2 separate regions of the Rattus norvegicus genome follow, and region 2 is linked to region 1. A link is a contact called in public Hi-C data. All regions are on one chromosome and are shown on one strand. Each heading gives the region's core, a stretch centred on a gene start, on an enhancer-like site or on the middle of the called end of the contact. The rest is flanking DNA. Distances are from core to core; before and after follow the strand shown. Region 1 overlaps LOC134482818 (a long non-coding RNA gene). Region 2 has its middle 230 kb from the start of Gadd45g.

Region 1 (5,887 bases), core at 1,887-4,386:
GAGCCTGCAGCTGGGGCCATTGTAAGAATTGCTGTTATCTCAGGTCGCAAACAGAGAGGATGAACAAATGCACCCTTTTCTGGTGTGCATAAGTCTACTTGGGCTACGGACCAAATGATGTAAACAGAGGGCATTTATTTCTCAGTTTTAGAGACTGGGAAGTCCAAGATCAAGATACCTGTGAAGGAGGGATCCTATTGTGATGACATGACATCTTCAATGTGGATCTGTGGACCCGTGGCTATGTGGGTCTGTGGATCTGTAGATCTGTGAATCTGTGGATCTGTGGCTCTGTGGCTATGTGGATCTGTGGATCTGTAGATCTGTGGATCTGTGGCTATGTGGATCTGTGGATCTTTGGCTCTGTGGCTATATGGATCTGTGAATCTGTGGCTCTGTGGATATGTGACTATGTGGATCTGTGGATCTGTGGCTATGTGGATCTGTGGATCTATGGCTATGTGGCTACGTGGATCTGTGGATCTGTGGATCTGTAGATCTGTGGATATGTGACTATGAGGATCTGTGGCTATGTGGATCTATATGGATCTGTAGATCTGTGGCTATGTGGCTATGTGGATCTGTGGCTATGTGGCTATATGGCTATATGGATCTGTGGCTATGTGGGTCTGTGGATCTGTAGATCTGTGGATATGTGACTATGTGGATCTGTGGCTATGTGGATCTATATGGATCTATGGATCTGTGGCTATGTGGCTATGTGGGTCTGTGGCTATGTGGATCTGTGACTATGTGGATCTGTGGCTATGTGGCTGTGTGGATCTGTGATTATGTGGATCTGTGGCTATGTGGCTATGTGGATCTATGGATCTGTGGCTATGTGGTTATGTGGATCTGTGGATCTGTGGCTATGTGGCTATGTGAAGGATGTGGGAGCCAGCTCTGTGCTATCTCAGTATCTCTTGTAAGAAAATCACTTCTGCTGTACCAGGGACATGTTTATGATCTCATGTAGTGACTCCCATAGAGAATTTGTTTCTAATTCTAACACAATACCATTGAGCATTGGGGCTTTGATACAGGAGGTTGCTGGTATTGGGACATTCAGCCGTCAACCCTGAGGTATGGGCAACAAGATCCTCACTCTGTTACAGATTAAAAACTCGTGAAGATAAACCCATTTTTAACATGCCACTCTGTAGTGAGGGACACCAACCAAGAAGAAAGGCACAAAGGACTGACATAATGTCTGGGCACAAGATAATGGTTTTTAAAGTCCTTGACATGAGAAACATAGCCTTCTGTTTCCCACAGACTGGGACTCAGAAGATAAGAGATACACTGGGACTTGAGATTGTCCTCTGATCATGTCAGTCACATAGGAGACTGCCTGCAACTTCCCAACTCTCAGAGATCTGAGACACACAGATGTCAGTCACCAGCTAGAATAGAGAGGGACCTTGTACCTCCTGCTTATCTTTGACTCTTTGGTAAACTTTGAGCACACCCTTTCCTGAAAATGGGCCAGGATGATTTATTTCTTACAGAGGTTGTGACCAATAGCATTGCTCTCAGATGACCCAGTAACAGCCATCTTTGGTGGTGTGCCGATACTTTGTAATTTATTTCTAGGAGTCAAGGCCGACAAGCAGACATCCTTTAAGAAAATCTGTCCTGCTGGGTGGTGGTGGTGCACACCTTTAATCCCAGTAGTTGATAGGAAGAGGCAGGCAGATCTCTGAGTTTGAGGCCAGCCTGGTCTAGAGAGTGATTTCCAGGAAAACCAGAACTATGCAGAGAAACCCTGTCTTGAAATAAAAGCAAGCACAAAAAGGAGTGACAGAAAATGTTGTCCTAGTATATAAAATCTTAGGCTAGAATGGTACTCTTCAAGGACCATCAGTTCAGTCTGATGAAGATGGCAGCTGCTTTCACTAGGGCTACATTCTTTTAGTCACTGTTACTGGGATCCCCAGAGAAGGCAGAATGGAGACCTAAATATACCTTCAAGTCCCTATGCCTGCCTGCCTGAAAATATCTCCCTATTTCCTTTTGGCTTTTTCCATCCAAGTTACCAAGGGAGTGTGTGTGTGTGTGTGTGTGTGTGTGTGTGTGTGTGTGTGTGTGTGTGTGTGTGAGAGAGAGAGAGAGAGAGAGAGAGAGAGAGATCTCCAGTTCAGCTGGATGGCCCCCAGAGATCCTTTTTTCCACCTCCCCACCACTGGGATTGAAGGGCTGTGCCACCACATCCAGCTTTTTGCACAAGACTGTTGGGAATCGATCTTGTGTCCTAACGCTCACACAGTGCAATTTACTAACTCAGTCATCCCCCCAGCCCCCAAGGTCTTAATAGTTTTAAAAGCAAATGCCCAGAGAGATACGGTGTGTCCCTAACTGTTTTAGTTACCTAGTTAATACTAATGCTTCTAGGATTATGCACACCAAGCCTTGCCCACATGCAACGGTGTGCTAAGTGTGAGAAGAGAGTCAGGGTCCCATTACTGTCCCAGAGGAACTCAGACACAGATAGAGTTCCTGGCAATACAGGAACCTGGGGGAATATGTCTGGTACATGGATACCTTGCAACAGAAGCTCCTCAGAATAATAGTCTAGGGACATTTAGAGTCTCTTGAAGCAGCAATGTGGATGAAAACTGAGAAGGACCTGCTACTTGTTGATTCGTACAGGATCATACTCAGGTAGCTTTCGTGTATGGCCCAGGACAAGGCCTAGGGAATGATATTGCCCACATTCAGCTGGCCCTCCTACATTAATTAACAGTCAAGACAGTGACCCACAGGCCAATTTAATCTAGGAAACTTCTTAGTTCAAGCTGTCTTCTTAGGTACTTCCTAGATTGTGTCAAATACACACACACACACACACACACACACACACACACACTATAACTCAATTATAATATCCACAGCTAATAATATATTGCTTACCATGCTCAGTAAACACTTTATCTGTAGATCTTTGAGGATATCTGAAGAAAACCCTTGTTGATTTTCATAGGTACCCAGCCAATTACCATGAATACTCCTGATGGATCAGGCTGCTAACAAAACTAGGTCAAACCTAAAATAGAATCTCTGGTAAGTATTCTGGGCAGATAGACCAGGGACCTGGGGGGTGGGGGGGTGGGAGTCAGGTTTCAGAGGGGTCAACTATCTGACCAAGTCCTGACACCTCACCTAGCTGCATGTCCCCTTCAACCCCAGAAAGTGCCACTGTGCTCACCTTCTCAAGAAACATCTTCTCATTCTGAATTCAGACTCAGCAAGAGACACCTGAAACAGAGACTTTCTGGGCCACAGGAAGCACTTTGAAAGTGTTTATATAACACTAGGTTCTCTAAACATAAGGCTGTACCCTGCTGGTGTGTCAGGGGCTGCTGGATCATCTGAATGGTGGATATATACACAGCCAGGGGTCCTCTGAGGTCACACAGCAGTATCTGCTATTGCTGTGTGTGAGATGTAAGATGCTCTCAGCAGACTCTTGGCAAAGAAGCCTATTTGTCCTATTAGCCAGGGCAACTGAACACACTTGACCTCATAGCCTCACATCTTATTTTTCTGAAACTTGTATTACATCCCCTGCATCAGTGGCCTACACTGTGGGATTTGCTGTGTCACACAGTTACAAAATCCTCCAAAAGTTGGGCTCTTGAAAGCTAAAATCCAAATCCTAGTACTCCCTTAAAGTTTTCACTGAGTAGAAAGCTCTAGCTTCTAAATTCTCTCCCTTTTAATACATTTTGTGGTGTGTGTGTGTGTGTGTGTGTGTGTGTGTGTGTGTGTGTGTATGTGTATATATATGAATGTGTGTGCATGTTCATGTATGTAGGTGCACATGTCAGGGTTCACATTCATAAGTGTGCAGACACAGGCAGAGGCCAGAGGTCAACCTCAGATGTTGTTCCTTGAGGAATATCTGTGGGAAATGAGACCCTCTCTCCCATAAATTAAAGAGACTAGTGAAAGTGAAGGAGTTTTGATATAACATTCTGTAGATAGGAGAAGCAGTATAGATAAAAGGCAAAGAAAACTACCTCCTTCAGTCCAATTTTAAGTTTTAAAGGAAATAACTAAGCAGTTGGAGGGCGACCACACATTTAGAAATTGGAAGGTGCATACATGGTTTTGTTTGCGTGCGCAACAGCTGGGCAGAGCAAAGGCTTCCTTTAAACAGTGCCTACTCCAGCAGCTGCTCTCTCCCACCAGTAGGCAGGTGGCTGGAATGGCATTCGACATAGTCTCCTGTCCAGTGCCACCAGGGATCAAAAACAGCAGCTGTTGTTCATTCCAGTCCCATGCTGATACAACTCAGGGGCATTTCTGGAGAGTTCTGTGAGTGAGTCACTGACTTCCCTGAATCCTGGTGATGGTGACTCTGCTCAATTCCCTAACAGCCATTACATTCTTAGTCAATTTAACTGTATTGTATAGCAATTCCCCCTGAATTGAAACAGTCTGTCCGGGAAGGATCCAGGAGGCCCAAGAAACTCAGAAGATTAACAACTCACGAGCCTTAAGGAAGTTCCTGAAACTAACAAGATTCACAAGGCCCTGAACTAAAATTTTATATAGCAGAAAACAATTGGTGGGGACAGAAAACGCTGAGCAACCTAGCAGCCTGAAAAGTCACACTGGGATGTCCAAAGATGAAGCTTTTTATGAGCTTTAGTACATTCTAGGCTTTGTTTGTTTGTTTGTTTTTTCATGATGAAGCCGCGTAAGTAACCACAATAAACTCTATGATTGGCCATGCTGGACTTTGATGGAATAATTACTTTGTTTTGTCAGTGTCTTATCTAGTGAGAAGACATTGTCTGCATAGCCCCAGAAAAAGTCACATAACAGATCTAAGAGTGAAAACTCACTCTTCTCATGGGTCACCACCAGAGAATGGATATGTGACCTATTCTAGCCTGTTAAAGAAAAGCATGCCACTGTGGGTGTAGGGACTCTGGCCACCTTGAGTGTTACAGGCATGACTCTGCCAGGCCTTGCCCTTCTCCCCAATTCCCTCCATGTTGCTAAAAACTGTTAGATTACATCCCTAAAGCTAGCCCCTCAAAGTCTATTCCCTTATTTGGCCACTTCCTCCTGAGGCTGACCACCGAGGTCTAGCTATCTAAGTATCGAAGTCCAACAATCAACCACCCTACCTTGGCTCACCTAATTAACATGTCCAATTAAATACTTCATCCTAACATCCTAACAAGGGGTTTCTCATTTTACCTTTATAAACTACTATCTGCCTATACTCCACTGTCTCCTCTCTATCCACAGGCAGTCTTTTGTCCTTGAAGAAGTATCCCTGCCCCCATCTTCCTGTTCCCTTCCCCTTCTCTCTTGTCCTCTATCTCCTCTCTTTGCCCTTTGTCCCTCTGGGGTAAATAAATCTTTGTGCTGAGAACTTGGTCTTGGGTGTCCTAAGAAAATACCAATTTCTTACAATGGATTTTTTTTAAATCAAAGCCGATGGCTTTCTATGGAATTCCTAGAACTCAGAGACAGAGGTCTATAGATCAGGCAACTTATTTAAACAACAACTATATGAGAAGGATAGAGACGTAGCTGAACAGGTGAAGAATCTGCATTACGATGTGGTCTCCAACACGGGCCCATTCAACCCAGCCCCAGGTCTGAGATGGCCTTTAGAAAGAGTTACACACGGAATCATTTTCTTCCTATGTCTCTGGATGTGGCTGTTGTCGATTCTTGAACACATATGTCTTTGGTAGGGTAAAGAGATATAGGCCATCCCCTGCATATGAACTTGTCCCAGGGTTCTTGTGACCCTCTCCCTGGAGGGACTTCTCAATTGAGCCATCAACAGCCAGTTTTTGCAGCATCTTGGGAAAGCAGGCGCACTGTCCAGGTAGTTTTGTGGCTACTATGGCCCACTGCAGTG
Region 2 (5,887 bases), core at 1,970-4,469, 92 kb after region 1:
ACTACAGGGTCCCGTACACACTCAAGGCACAAACAGCAGAACGTGTGTCTCGTGAGAACAAGGTTGAAATACAAGAGGGTTACTTCAAATAGATGAGGGGGGTTGTGTTCCAAAATTTAATGAAAATAGTGTCTTATTTGTGTACACATGTCTCTCTCTGTGTGTGTGTATGTGTTTTCATAGGGTGTACATGTGTGTGTGAGAGAGAACACATATGTGCACGTGAGGGTGGAGACCAGAGATCAGCCCTGGATATCATTCCTCAGCCACTATCCATTCTCTTTTAGAGACAGTCTTTCCACGGAGCCTAGAACGTACCAAGTGGGCTAGACTGACCTGTCGGCGAGCCACAGCGATCACCTAGGTCGCCTTCCCAGACCTGAGAGTACAAGTTCACCGCATCTGGTCTCTTTCACATGGGTTCTGGGGACCAAACTCGGGTCCTCATGTTTGCACAGCAAGCACTTTAACCAACTGGGCTATCTCACTCCAGCCTAAGAATGAGTGTCTTCAAACACAGAGAAAGAGATGAACCATGACTGTTATGAAGAGATGGGGTCCTGGGAGGCCAGCAGAGAAAGCCTTCTAAGACATTGTCCCTGGGTGGGCCTGGGGACAGGGGAGGAGAGGGAAGGTGACCCTTCTGTGTTCAGTCCCTACTTTTCTTCCCCATGTTTCAAGTCTGAGCATGGATTAGCTTCACTGAGACAGGAAAGAAAGACAGAAAAATGGCTCCTTATGAGTACAGACAGAGAGTCGGAAGAGCGGCAGCGTCAGGAGACACTTCTGACATCCACATGGGGACTGCCTGGTATCTAGACCTTGGTATCACCTGGTTGTGAGAAGTAAGGCCTTCTCCTATGCGCTCCATGCCACTCCATGTTTCTGGTTTCGTTTGTGACAGGGTTCCCTGTTCATGGGTTCTCTCAGGGAGACGAATGGTAAACACTCATTCCTCCTTCCTGAGGCTCAGAGGGCTAGCTCAGCCAGGAGAGGAGAGGCTCTGGGTGGCCAGGTCACAGCCTGCAACAGAGATGGGCACTCAGGCCCCATTCAGATCAGGTGAAGCCAGTTGAGGTCCTGGATCTCTTTATTCTTTTTCTACTATGAAGGAGTGGAAGGGTAAGGGAGACATACCGGTGAGCACATGCAGAGCCAGTGTGTACCTAGGACAAGAGTCAAAGTCACTGGTGACCTGATGTTTGCTGGGGAGAATGTCACATTGTCTCTATCCCGAGTCCTTAGTGCAAGCTTGTCTGTTAAACATTTCTCTAAAACACTAAAGGAAATGGCTTTTTAAAACTGTGCTCCAGCCCCTGTCTCCTCTTACCCAGTACCTAGACAAGGACGGCGAGGTGGGGCAAGCATCATTTCTAAGCAGGCCACAGGAGAGTGCTACAGGTACATGCTACCACTTCTCCCCAGCTCGCCTGAGCCGCAAGCTCACCCAAAGCCTTAACACCTCATGGTTTCTACTGGAAAGAGTAAAACTCAGGGGTCACGCTTGGCCTGAGTTTTGACACCGGAGACTCTGGAGTTACCCAGCCACGGAGAGCTCGGCTACATGGCTCCTCCCCATTGCCCTCGGGTACAGAGGGTCTGTTTAAAAAATCAGTAACCAACATCCCCACACAAGTAGCAGTTCCATAGATTTGAGATAGGAGCCGAAATGGTGAGCTTCCTGCAAGCCAAGGCCCATACCAAATGGCATCTGCTTGTGCGTCTTCCCTTAAGGTCAGTACCCCAGGCCTGGATGCTATGGTACCCATTGAACTTGGAAGCTCCCACGTTTAACCCCTCAGAAAGACCAGTCGAAAAGCCAAGGAGAAGGGGTAGGAGGAGGGACAGGAGGAGGACAAAGAAGAGGAGGGCGAGGAGAAAGAAGAGAGCACTAAGTATCAGTGTCCTGACAGTGGATTGCTGTTATGGGTCTAGACCAGCCACGGGTCCTTCAGGGCTGCCCAGATCCCTTGGCCAGAAGGTCCCTGTAGAAGCAGAGCCATGAGCATGCTCCTGAGAGTCAGAGGGATGCAGGCTGGAAAACCGGTTCTCATTTTCTTGGTGTGGAAGAGTGAGCCACCTTCCCTCCCTGTGTCTGTAGAAGTCACACTCCCACCCCATGCAACAAACAGACCCAGCCAAGGAAACCCAAATGGGTTCTGGCTTACAGGGACCTCTGAATGCTGAGCAGATATAAAACCTGGAAAATGGGGTGAGAGAAGCCCAGGATCCTGCAGAGCAGAGGAAGGCGTGTTTTATAAATGCTCCATCAAATTCCATCAATTTCCTGAAAGTTCCGGCTGGGTGAAGTGGAAGAAACAAAATAGTTAAATTCCCTCTCTCTGTCTCTGTCTCTGTCTCTCTGTCTCTGTCTCTCTGTCTCTCTGTCTCTCTGTCTCTGTCTCTCTGTCTCTGTCTCTCTGTCTCTCTGTCTCTCTGTCTCTGTCTCTCTGTCTCTCTGTCTCTCTGTCTCTGTCTCTCTGTCTCTCTGTGTCTCTCTCTCTCTCTCTCTCTCTCTCACACACACACACACACACACACACACACACACACACACACACTGCCCTCTGTAGATGTACACAGATGGACTACCCTTCTGGTATTTGCATGACACAACTAATTCCCTTCTCGAGACGCCTTCAACCTTGCTCTGAAGATTGTTTGGGGCACGTATCTGAGGGAGAGGGGCCTGAGAAGTATTTTCCAGCTTGACCATTAAAATTCATTCCACCAAGGTGAAGAGGGCCATGCCATCTGCTTACTTTAACTCTGCTGTGGGCCCTGTCACAGCGGGAAGAAGCCCTGGCTCCTCCTCTGGCAGGCAGCGTTCCGGGGCTCCGAAGTGCATTCCCTAGATGCTTCTGCCCCAGCCCCTTCCAGGTGGACGACCTCATCGTCCAGGAGCAAGTTGTGAGAACAGCAGCTAAGTTTAGCGGCCAGCTCTGTGGATGCGCAAGGTTTCTATTATTAAACCCGCATGGGATAAATATTTCCCCCGTGACACAGCTGCTCCTGGCATGCAGGAACTCCTGTCCCCAGATCCATCCCAAATAGGGAAGCTCACGGAGATCGAGAACTGGGTTGCGGGGATCCCAAAGAATGCAACGATTGGAAAGTCTCCAGCTCATGTTTGAGATGCTTCTCCCATGAGGTGCAGAAAAGGAACCTTGGATTCTGAGATACAGGATCCTGTGACCACAAAGACACACGGGGGCTGCTGCCTGCACCGTTCTCTGGTGGCTCACAGGCTGGGCATGGTTGCAGGCTGCGCTCCCAGCTCAATTCCACACAGCTGCACTCAGAGAAACATAGCTTGCAGTTTCAGCTGTCAAAAGTGCCAGGATCCCCACCTCAGAAACTCCAGCGCCTTTTGAAACCCGAGATGGATTTCTCCACCAGGAAGACTAACTAAGCGCTTCAGAAAGTAACCCTGAAATAACCTGAAAATAACCTGAAAGCCCAGGAGTGTGAAGCTGCACGGTAGCCAATAAATGCCAGTGCTCACCCTGACCCAGGCACCGGGGTTCAGATCATGACGTCACAACTCAATGGCGTGAGGATGGTCGCTGACTTTGTTTCTCCCTTGTTTCTTTGCTAACGACAAATATCTCTTGCCCGCTGCATGCCAATCATAGTTCTAGATGACAGACACCAACCGGACGAAGGAAGAGATGAGGGACGTAATCTAAAAGGGGAGGAGAGCCAAAACCAAGCTCAATGGAAGGACAGTGTTCTGTCCAGGAATGCTGAATGCCTCAGAGAACAGCAGAGCAGGCCCGGTGGAGAGAGACTTCTGAGAGGGTATCTTAGCGTGCATCACAGAACAAGAGAGACAGGCAGTCGGGAAGTGGAAAAGTTCTACAGGGTCAGGAATGGGGGAGAATTAGCCTCCCAATACGAAAAGCAAAAGGCTTGAGGTGAAGGCTGGATTTGGAAGCGTGATGTGGTGTAGCCGGGATCCCGGCCTGACCATCTAGGCCTGATGGGGATGTGTGACATCTTGGGACTTAGTTTAAATGCAGTGGCCAAGCAATGCAGGTGTTACTATACTTCATCCGTTTCCACCTCACTGTTCCAATCAATCCCCCGATAAAACACAACTCAGGGGGAGGAGGGCTCCCTTTTGGCTGCTGGTTCGAGGAGTTTTTTGATCACTGCGCTTGGGGGCGGGGGAGTGTTTTTCAGGAGAAGCAGGAGGTCGTTTGCTCATATCTTGACAGACCAGGAAACAGAGACAGGGCAGGAAGTGGAACTGGTTTGTAAAATCCCAGGGCCCACCCAGAGCGACTCACTTCCTTCAGAGAGGCTCCACCTTCAAAAGGTTCCACAACCTCCCCCAAACAGAACCACCAGCTGGGGACCACGTGTCCAAACACATGTGCCTGTGGGGAAACATTTCAATATTCAGACCACATCACTGCCCTGTAGCACTATCTTATTAAAGGCTGATCAGATGTCACTCACAATCCAAATTGATCATGTGTTAATGCTGTTACAGGCAGAGAGTTTAAGGCAAAGCCTCCTCCTAGAGAACCAACCCCTCCTTCTGAATCGCTGTCACTGATATGTAATCATTAGGACCGGACAGGTGGCTTAGAGCACTTGATGCCCAATCAGAGGAACAGCAGCGTTGGGATCCCCAATCCCCATGTAATAAGGTTGGTGAACACTTGTAACTCCAGCTCTGAGAGACACAATGCCTTCCTTCTTCTGGCCTCTGTGCATGTACACACACACACACACACACACACACACACACACACACACACATACACACAAATATATATACAGATACAGAAACCATCGCAGAAATAAATTCTTTTAAAATTGTAGTCATTAAGAAACAGCCAGGAAAATTGACTGTATTGTCTGCCCAGACACAGAATTGACAGGAGAGAAGACATGGGTTAGACCCAGAGACTCCAACGAGTCTCTGTTTTCCCCCCTTCTTCATGATGTGTTGGATGTGTCAGTGGTCAAAACACCTATGCGTCACAACCGCATGGACTTGTGGGTGTGCCGAGAAACCAAGAGCTATCAGTCATCCCAGCCCCATGACTGGAAGACAGCTGACCCTGGAGTGGAAGCCACCTCCAAACCTTCCTCCGTGTCCGCTCACGATCTTATGATCAGAATCCAGGGCATTTGTTGGCACACACAAGGGGATGGAAGAGTTTGGATCTGCAGATGCTCTTACAAGGAAATAGGCTCCCTCGCACACGTTGCACAGACACGACAGGCTCCTCTTGTCTCGAGCTCGCATTCCTCCCGTATCTGCTGCTCAGAGGGTAGGAAGTCACACCCGGGAAGCCTGCCCTTCTTCAGAATCACGCCAACATCCCTGAATAGGCAGCCGCAGCCTCCCTCCAGAGAGGAGCTCCCAGGATCCAGTAACGTCAGTTCAGACCACCATCTTTACGGAAATCTAGTTCTGCAACCTGCCCCACCCCCAGCCCCCAGATTAATTTCTGTCTTTGAAGAGCAGTCACCCACCAACTAGGACCCTTAGCGTCTCAAATACCAAGGTCCCCAGATCTCCTCTCCAGCAACCTGGAGGACTGAGTTCATGCATAGAAAACCAGTGGATAAGTCAAATCTCACATATCTCAGAGGTGACCCGACCGGGAGAATCTACTCCATGCTGCTACCCAGCAGTCCCCTGTCCCTGCGGTATGCCAGGCCTCTGTTGGCCAGAACAATCTACATCAGAGGCTCTGTCACTGCTACATGAGAGCAAGAGGTGACCTGTCCTCAGAACCTGTCTGTGGACACTTTCTCTACACCAGAGCTTTGAGGCATAGCTTCCCTTGGTGATACACATGCAGAGAGCAGCCTGTATTAAGCCTGCGGACCTCTTCCTCAAGCTACCATCTTGACTCAATTTGGA

What was found. A called contact is a pair of places that touch in the nucleus more often than the background predicts.
Region 2: a contact with region 1 is called in a Hi-C map of psoas muscle, with 4 times the contacts expected there. The contact joins two enhancer-like sites. A contact is called at or near these places in 2 of 12 Hi-C or Micro-C datasets (liver and psoas muscle).

Annotation. Positions count from the first base shown.
Region 1 is chr17:13,208,670-13,214,556 of GRCr8, forward strand. It overlaps LOC134482818 (a long non-coding RNA gene), which reads left to right. Exons shown (of 3, transcript XR_010059395.1): 2 at 2,981-3,060. Among named protein-coding and RNA genes, the nearest start is that of Diras2, 300 kb to the left of the region's middle. Within about 2 kb of position 3,137, at least 6 of the 93 cell types and tissues checked have an H3K27ac peak or open chromatin away from gene starts, as enhancers often do.
Region 2 is chr17:13,300,567-13,306,453 of GRCr8, forward strand. No RefSeq gene overlaps it. Among named protein-coding and RNA genes, the nearest start is that of Gadd45g, 230 kb to the right of the region's middle. Within about 2 kb of position 3,220, at least 15 of the 93 cell types and tissues checked have an H3K27ac peak or open chromatin away from gene starts, as enhancers often do.